Regions from separate parts of the Mus musculus genome. Here region 1 is linked to region 2. The links are chromatin contacts, called in public Hi-C maps. All regions are on one chromosome and are shown on one strand. The core of a region is the stretch at or near the end of the contact, and the rest is flanking DNA. Distances in the headings are between cores, read along the strand shown. Region 1 has its middle 20 kb from the start of Ces1h. Region 2 has its middle 22 kb from the start of Ces1e.

Evidence for each region. Hi-C and Micro-C count contacts between places; a contact is called where the count stands out from the background.
Region 1: a Hi-C map of liver shows a contact between it and region 2, with 6 times the contacts expected there. The contact joins two enhancer-like sites. A contact is called at or near these places in 6 of 484 Hi-C or Micro-C datasets (embryonic fibroblasts, liver and nephron progenitors), 3 of 115 datasets of contacts at active chromatin or transcription factors (intestinal crypt epithelium, intestinal villus epithelium and kidney) and 1 of 9 other capture datasets (pancreatic islet).

What each region holds. Positions count from the first base shown.
Region 1 is chr8:93,398,043-93,401,324 of GRCm38.p6, forward strand. No RefSeq gene overlaps it. Among named protein-coding and RNA genes, the nearest start is that of Ces1h, 20 kb to the left of the region's middle. Within about 2 kb of position 1,814, at least 6 of the 459 cell types and tissues checked have an H3K27ac peak or open chromatin away from gene starts, as enhancers often do. A contact at or near this core is called in liver, where this site is marked.
Region 2 is chr8:93,250,434-93,253,616 of GRCm38.p6, forward strand. No RefSeq gene overlaps it. Among named protein-coding and RNA genes, the nearest start is that of Ces1e, 22 kb to the left of the region's middle. Within about 2 kb of position 1,523, at least 4 of the 459 cell types and tissues checked have an H3K27ac peak or open chromatin away from gene starts, as enhancers often do. A contact at or near this core is called in liver, where this site is marked.

The DNA of each region.
Region 1 (3,282 bases), core at 564-3,063, 150 kb after region 2:
TTCTGTCAATCAATTTTCAGGTTATAAATTATACAGTTTCCCTTTTCAAATGCTACAGAGGAAAGGGTGTGTGTGTGTGTGTGTGTGTGTGTGTGTGTGTGTGTGTGTGTGTGTTCTAAGATATTTACAAAAATTTCCATTCTAAGTTCAGCAATATTATCACCAACAATCCAGGAAGTTTGTAAACAATATTTTCCCTGATGTTTTCTGCCACCTGCTGGACTGTGAGAAATTCACAGGTGAAGTAGTGATTTAAACGAATAAGATTTTAAAATGTTTAAGGGGAGGGTTCTATTTAAAGCTTTTCTTTCCTTCTTTCTTTCTTTCTTTCTTTCTTTCTTTCTTTCTTTCTTTTTAAATTTTCATTTCATACAATAGCAGTACTTAGGAGTTAGCCTGTTTAATCTTGTGATCCATGTCTGTGTAGGAATAGTTGAGGCAATGAAATATTTTGCAACAATCAGCAATTTTTTAAGATCACAAGACTCTCTTTTAAAAAAAAGAAAGAAAAAAAATGCATCATTAAGTATAATCCTCTGTTCGTCAGAGGGGAAGGTACATGTGTACAAATCCTGCCAAGGATTCAAATCTCTCTCCTAGACTTTGTTTCAGGGAAAAGAAAGAAATGTAATGAGTCTACTGTTTCTCCGAATATTTCTTCCCTCCTTGTTGACTTTGGGTTTGCTTCAACCTCTAGAACCACAAACCAACAGGAACTTAGGAGATGGAAAGGACCTTTAAGCCCCTTAAACTAGATGATGGTGGTCAGGGTCTCCACTAAGCATAAGATGTTATCATGATTCTTCTCTCAAACTGCATCACAACCAGCAATGGAACCTAGAACTTCATAGTCAGGGCAACAGCCAAGGCATGCAACAGTCTTGCTTCCAGTGCCCTGCATGCACTGCCAAAGTCTGCTGTCTTGGGGCAACTGGCTATGAAGACCAGTGATATTTCCACAATTTCAGGGTCTACAGAAGTTCACTGTGTCCTGGAATCTCACTTTAGCCCCAACATAAATGACAGTGGCTGAACTCCATGGAGTTTTTATATAGGTAGACTGGTGAACTGTCTCCTTGCACACATGATTAGATTGAGCCATTTACTAAGAGCAAAGTACTCCTTGAAGCTGTCATGTCCATCTACCTTCATATTCTGCCTGACCGCAATGTCAAAGGTGACCTCCATTGGGAAAAAGGAAATCTGAGCTCTTCTCCACCAGTGCCTGAGGTTGGATCAACATATCCAGTGTGTATAAAACACCTCCATGTGGATTAGGTGATCCTTCACCCATCGAGAGGACAACAACCCAGGAGCATCCAACGAGAGTCCTGCTGTCATGTTCTTTGATTCAGACATCTAAAGACTATACCACAGCAGATAGCAGGTACCTAATTGAATGTAATCCAAATAGACCATCTACCTGGTCATTTCACCAGCAGCATGACACACCATGGGCTGTGAGTATCCAGCTAAAGGTCAAAGAGGAAATAACAGGTTGCAGGGTGAAATAGAGCCTACGCCTGAAAAGCCTGACAAGAGTCAGATATGGAAATCCCAGGATGAAGGTTGATTACAGGTAGAACAGTAAGAGTGCCAAAGGCCCTCAGGACGAGGCTGTAACTGAGGTGAAGTGTTGTGCATGGTGGAGAGGTTCACAAGCACCCTACTGTCACATAGAGGAAGGTGCTCAGAAACACCACAACCAAAAGTACTGAAGGTTGTGAGAACACTTTCAGCCTGGTGATCCTGTGCACTCTGGCCCTCACAGCACTCTCACTAGCCCTGAGGACACCACAAAGAACATGAAAGGAGGCTGCATGGAACGGCAGATGAATTGAATGAAGCAACTCAGCCCCAGCCAAAACAAACTGCCTGTGTTGTCATAAGAGCAAAACACTTGCCGGCCAAAAGTGAAAAGAGGTGCTCAGAGGAGAAACATTATGAAACCCATGAGATGGGGAATGAACCTCAAAAACCAAACAAACTAACTAACTAAAGGGGGGAGGGACACCACCCCCAGCCTGACTTTCTGGAGGAGCTCAGGTCCAAATCTGAGTACACACTGTCAACAATGGTAGCATCAACAACATCTGAATACCCGAGGTCAAGGAAAAGGCTCTTGCAGATCAAGAGGAGGGCAGAGGACTAGACCACAGCCCTGGTGTCACAGGCATGGTAAAGGAAATCAGAATTGAGCTAGGCCCAGGGTCACAAGATGAGTTCTTAACTTCTGCCTTCAAACTACAAATCACTCAAGGAGACAGGCAGACACTAAAAGGACAACCAGTGGTTCAGTGGCAAAGTCATCAATTTTTGGGGGGGGGGGGAAATAGGGGGGTCTTTTTTATTTTTTTATTAGATATTTTTTACTTACATTTCAAATATCCCCTTTCCTGGTTTTCCTCTGAAAATCCCCTACCCTTTCCCCTCTCCCCCTGTTCACCAACCCACCCACTCCTATTTCCTGGCCATGGCATTCCCCTACACTGGGGCATAGAGCCTTCACAGGACCAAGGGCCTCTCCTCCCACTGATGACCAACAAGGCCATCCTCTGCTACATATGCACCTGGAGCCATGAGTCCCACCATGTGTTTTCTTTGGTTGATGGTTTAGTCCCTGAGAGCTCTGGGAGTACTGGTTAGTTTATATTGTTGTTTCTCCTAAGGGGGTGCAAACCCCTTCAGCTCCTTGGGTCCTTTCTCTAGCTCCTGCATTGGGGACCCTGTGCTCAGTCCAATGGATGACTGTGAGCATCCACTTTTGTATTTGTCAGGCACTGGTAGAGCCTCTCAGGAGACAGCTATAACAGGCTTCTGTCAGCAAGCACTTGTTGGCATCCACAAAAGTGTCTGGGTTTGGTGATTGTATAATGGGAAGGATCCCCAAGTGGGGCAGTCTCTGAATAATCACTCCTTCAGTCTCTGCTCCATACTTTGTAACTCCTTCCATGGACACAGAAAATGTGGTACATTACACAATGGAGTACTTCTCAACTCTTAAAAACAATGAATTTATGAAATACTTAGGCAAATGGATGGATCTGGAGGATACCATCCCGAGTAAAGTAACCCAATCACAAAAGAACACACATGGTATGCACTCACTGATAAAGTAATCAATTTTTACATGAGTCTTCTCATGGAAAGAAATTAAAGTCAAAGTCACCCTGCACTGCATACATTTAATGTCTTCTTTTATACAAAATTAAAGTGTGAGGGCTTCCAGTCAGCCAAAAGATGGACCCAGGCAGTTAATCTCTTTGCAAAGGAGCTTATTCT
Region 2 (3,183 bases), core at 273-2,772:
TGACACCCAAAATATTACTCAGATTGAAAATACGCAGCTATAAACATCATTACTTTGTTAATTCCTGTACAGTGTCAACAATCAAGATAGGACAATAGGTAGTCTGAGTAAATATTCTTTCAACATTACTGAGTAAGCATTTTCAAACACTGACCATATTGTAACCCGTATTTAATTGCTTTATTAATTCATGCACAGTACATCATCTTTCTCCACCTCTTAAATATAAGCCCCATGAGGATAAGAGTCAATGGTTTATTTCCTAATAGATTTCCTAATAGAATCTAAACCAGGCATACTATAGGTTCTCACTTTTTACATGCCCAGTAAAGAACTCCAGAAAGCTGTGACCATTCTCAAATGTCTAATCGCATTCTTGAGAATTTTAGAATAAAGTACAGCTGAATAGAGGATTACCTTGTCTCTTTACTGCTGCTGCACACTACAAATCTCCACCTAAAGAGACCCAGGCCTATCCCTGCAACTTACATAGGGAGATAGAAGGTGACATTCTTTACAAAGCTCCAGGGCTTTGCAGGCTGTGGTAGAGCAAACCTTAGGGATCCAAGAGGGGGCTTGGCAAAAGAAACTCCCAGGAAGATGGCCACAGGCTGTGCAAACCCTTCTAAGCTAACATACTTGTCCAGAGATTTGCCATGGATGGTGGTCACCATGTGTGGTAAGAACAGACACCCTGCTGGTCAAGATAAAATGAAGACATTTGTGAAGGGAAGGTCCAGACCTGGGTTCTGAAAGATCCTGGCAGAATGTAAAAGGACACAGAAGCCCTGAAATTGGCAAGATAGACGTCAGTGTTAGCAGAACTAGCTTCATTGATTTAGAAAAATAGAGGTGCACAATGCTCTGGCCACTCCTTAAACCTGTGTGTCTGCCATTGTTCTGACCAGGTGTGTGCCCATTGCTGCACCTTCATTAGACTCTTTCCTTGTACCCCTCCCATACCCATTTCTTGAGAATAGACATTGTTTAGATCTGGAAATCCCCTAATCTCCCCCTTCTCCTTTCCCCCCTGAGGGCCTATAAAAACTGGGAACTCTTTCCCCTCGAGGTCGACTCCTCTACCCCTGCGTGGGATATGAGTCATCCCCAGAGCTCTGTCTTTCCCCGAATAAAGCCTCATGTGGTTTGCAACAAGCTCGGTCTGTCGTGAGTTCTTGGGTGTCCGCTATTGTCCTGAGGCCTGAGGAAGGGGCTCCTCTCGGAGTCTTTCAGTTCCATGTGGGTTTTGTCACTTCCCAGGCATGTGGCCTTGAACAAGTCATCTCAGTTCTCTAGACATCAGCTTCTTCTCCTGTAAAATAAAGATAAGGAAAACTGTTCTTCCAAACTGGGATGAGAAGGGGTGAACTCCAATTTGAATTGGAGATATAAAAGTATTCAGATTTTTATACATAGTCACAAAAATAATGTTGGGAATAAACAAGGCCTTTGTCTCCTTCCCAGAAGCCTCTGTAAATATTTATCCATTAAGATCCTGAGGTTTTGACCTACATGTTGGGTGAAGCAATTGATGAGAAGTGTACAGTCTCAGGAGGGCTGACCTAGTAGTGCTTCTCAACCTTCCTAATGCTATGACCGTTTAATACAGTTCCTCATGTTGTGGGGACCCCAAACTATCAAATTATTTTATTGCTATTTCATAACTATATTTTTGTTACTGTTATGAATCATAATTCAAATATCTGATATGCAGGATATGTGATATGCAGGATATCTGATATGCTATCTTGTGAAAGGGTTGTTTGACTTCCTGAAATGGTTCAGACCCACAGATTGAGAACCACTGTTGTAAAGAAAGGACCATGGGCATGCTTGATTGACTTTTGAGAAGGAAGTTATAAACCAGGAGAGATATGGAAAGAATACAGAAGTTGGAAGGAATGACGTCTTTTGTTGGTATTACCAAGGAGGACCTCTGACTTACAGCTGAGGGAAGAGTAATAACAGGAGATGAAAAAGGAGCAGAAATCATGAAGAATAAGATTTAAGTGTAAAAGTCTAGAGATAGCATAACACAGGGCCATTCTGGGAAGGGTGAATGGCATGTGAATATTACTAGGTAAAGTCCAAGGGAAGTAGATAAAAATCTTGGGTTATTGGGTGTGTGTCAGGAAGAATACAGGCTGGAGGACAAGTCTTTATTTAGTGGGCAAATAAGTAAGATAAATAGATATGGGATCAATAATCCAATAAGGTTCTACAATATTCTTCTCCTGACTCTGGACTTTGTCATCCAGAGTGCAAGAGACTGGTCATCAGGTGATGGGGTAAACATTGGCTCCATTCTTGCTCAACAGATAGTTCTGCCTCCTCTCCCTGCAGCTTAACCCCTGTCCTCATTCTAGCTGCTGTGAAACTGGAATGAATGGCCTTGAACCACCTTCAGGAGGCAGGAGGCTATCCATACATTAGCTCATGGCTACTATCGGTAAACCCTGTTTGCTCTCAAAAGCACATTTTGGACATGATCTTAATCCCTAATTCTCCAACACTTTGCAGCAAGCTATCTCATCCAAAATACATGGTCAGAAAGGAAAAGACTAATCTAGATTTCTCTACCAGAAAAATTGCCAATGAAACACCCAAGTATAAAAGGGAGTATAACTTCCAAATCTTTTGCATCAATAAACCAATTCCAAACTGCGTACAGTAAGTCTGATCCTGTTATTGATGTTTAATGAACAATAGGAAAATCAAGGAGGCTTTATGGAAGTTATGCATAGATAGACTCCAATTACACATATTTTCACATGATTTTTTTTTTAACTTCAAGATCATGAGTTTACCACTGGAGTAACCTCATAGTAATTTGGGGAGCATTTTTATAGCAAGAATAGCTAATAACACTATAACTGTGGAAAGTCACATGATAAAGCCTTGTTCATCTTTTTTTAGTAATTAAGGGCAAACTTCATGCCTGCTCTTTTGCTTTTACCTTACCATTCTCACTGGGATAGCTTTCTTGAAAAGCATGTGTATTAAAATATTCATTGTCAGGAGCCATAATGGGACAAGCAAATAACTAGCAAGTGATCTTCCTGAGATGGTCTGCCTTGGATTATTATATAATCTGTGACAGATTCATTCTTATTAGGCAAGGCTGTAAGAGGATTCGTTTTAGGAAAGATTCCTGCTATTAATATGCTTTTCCTGTTATTATTA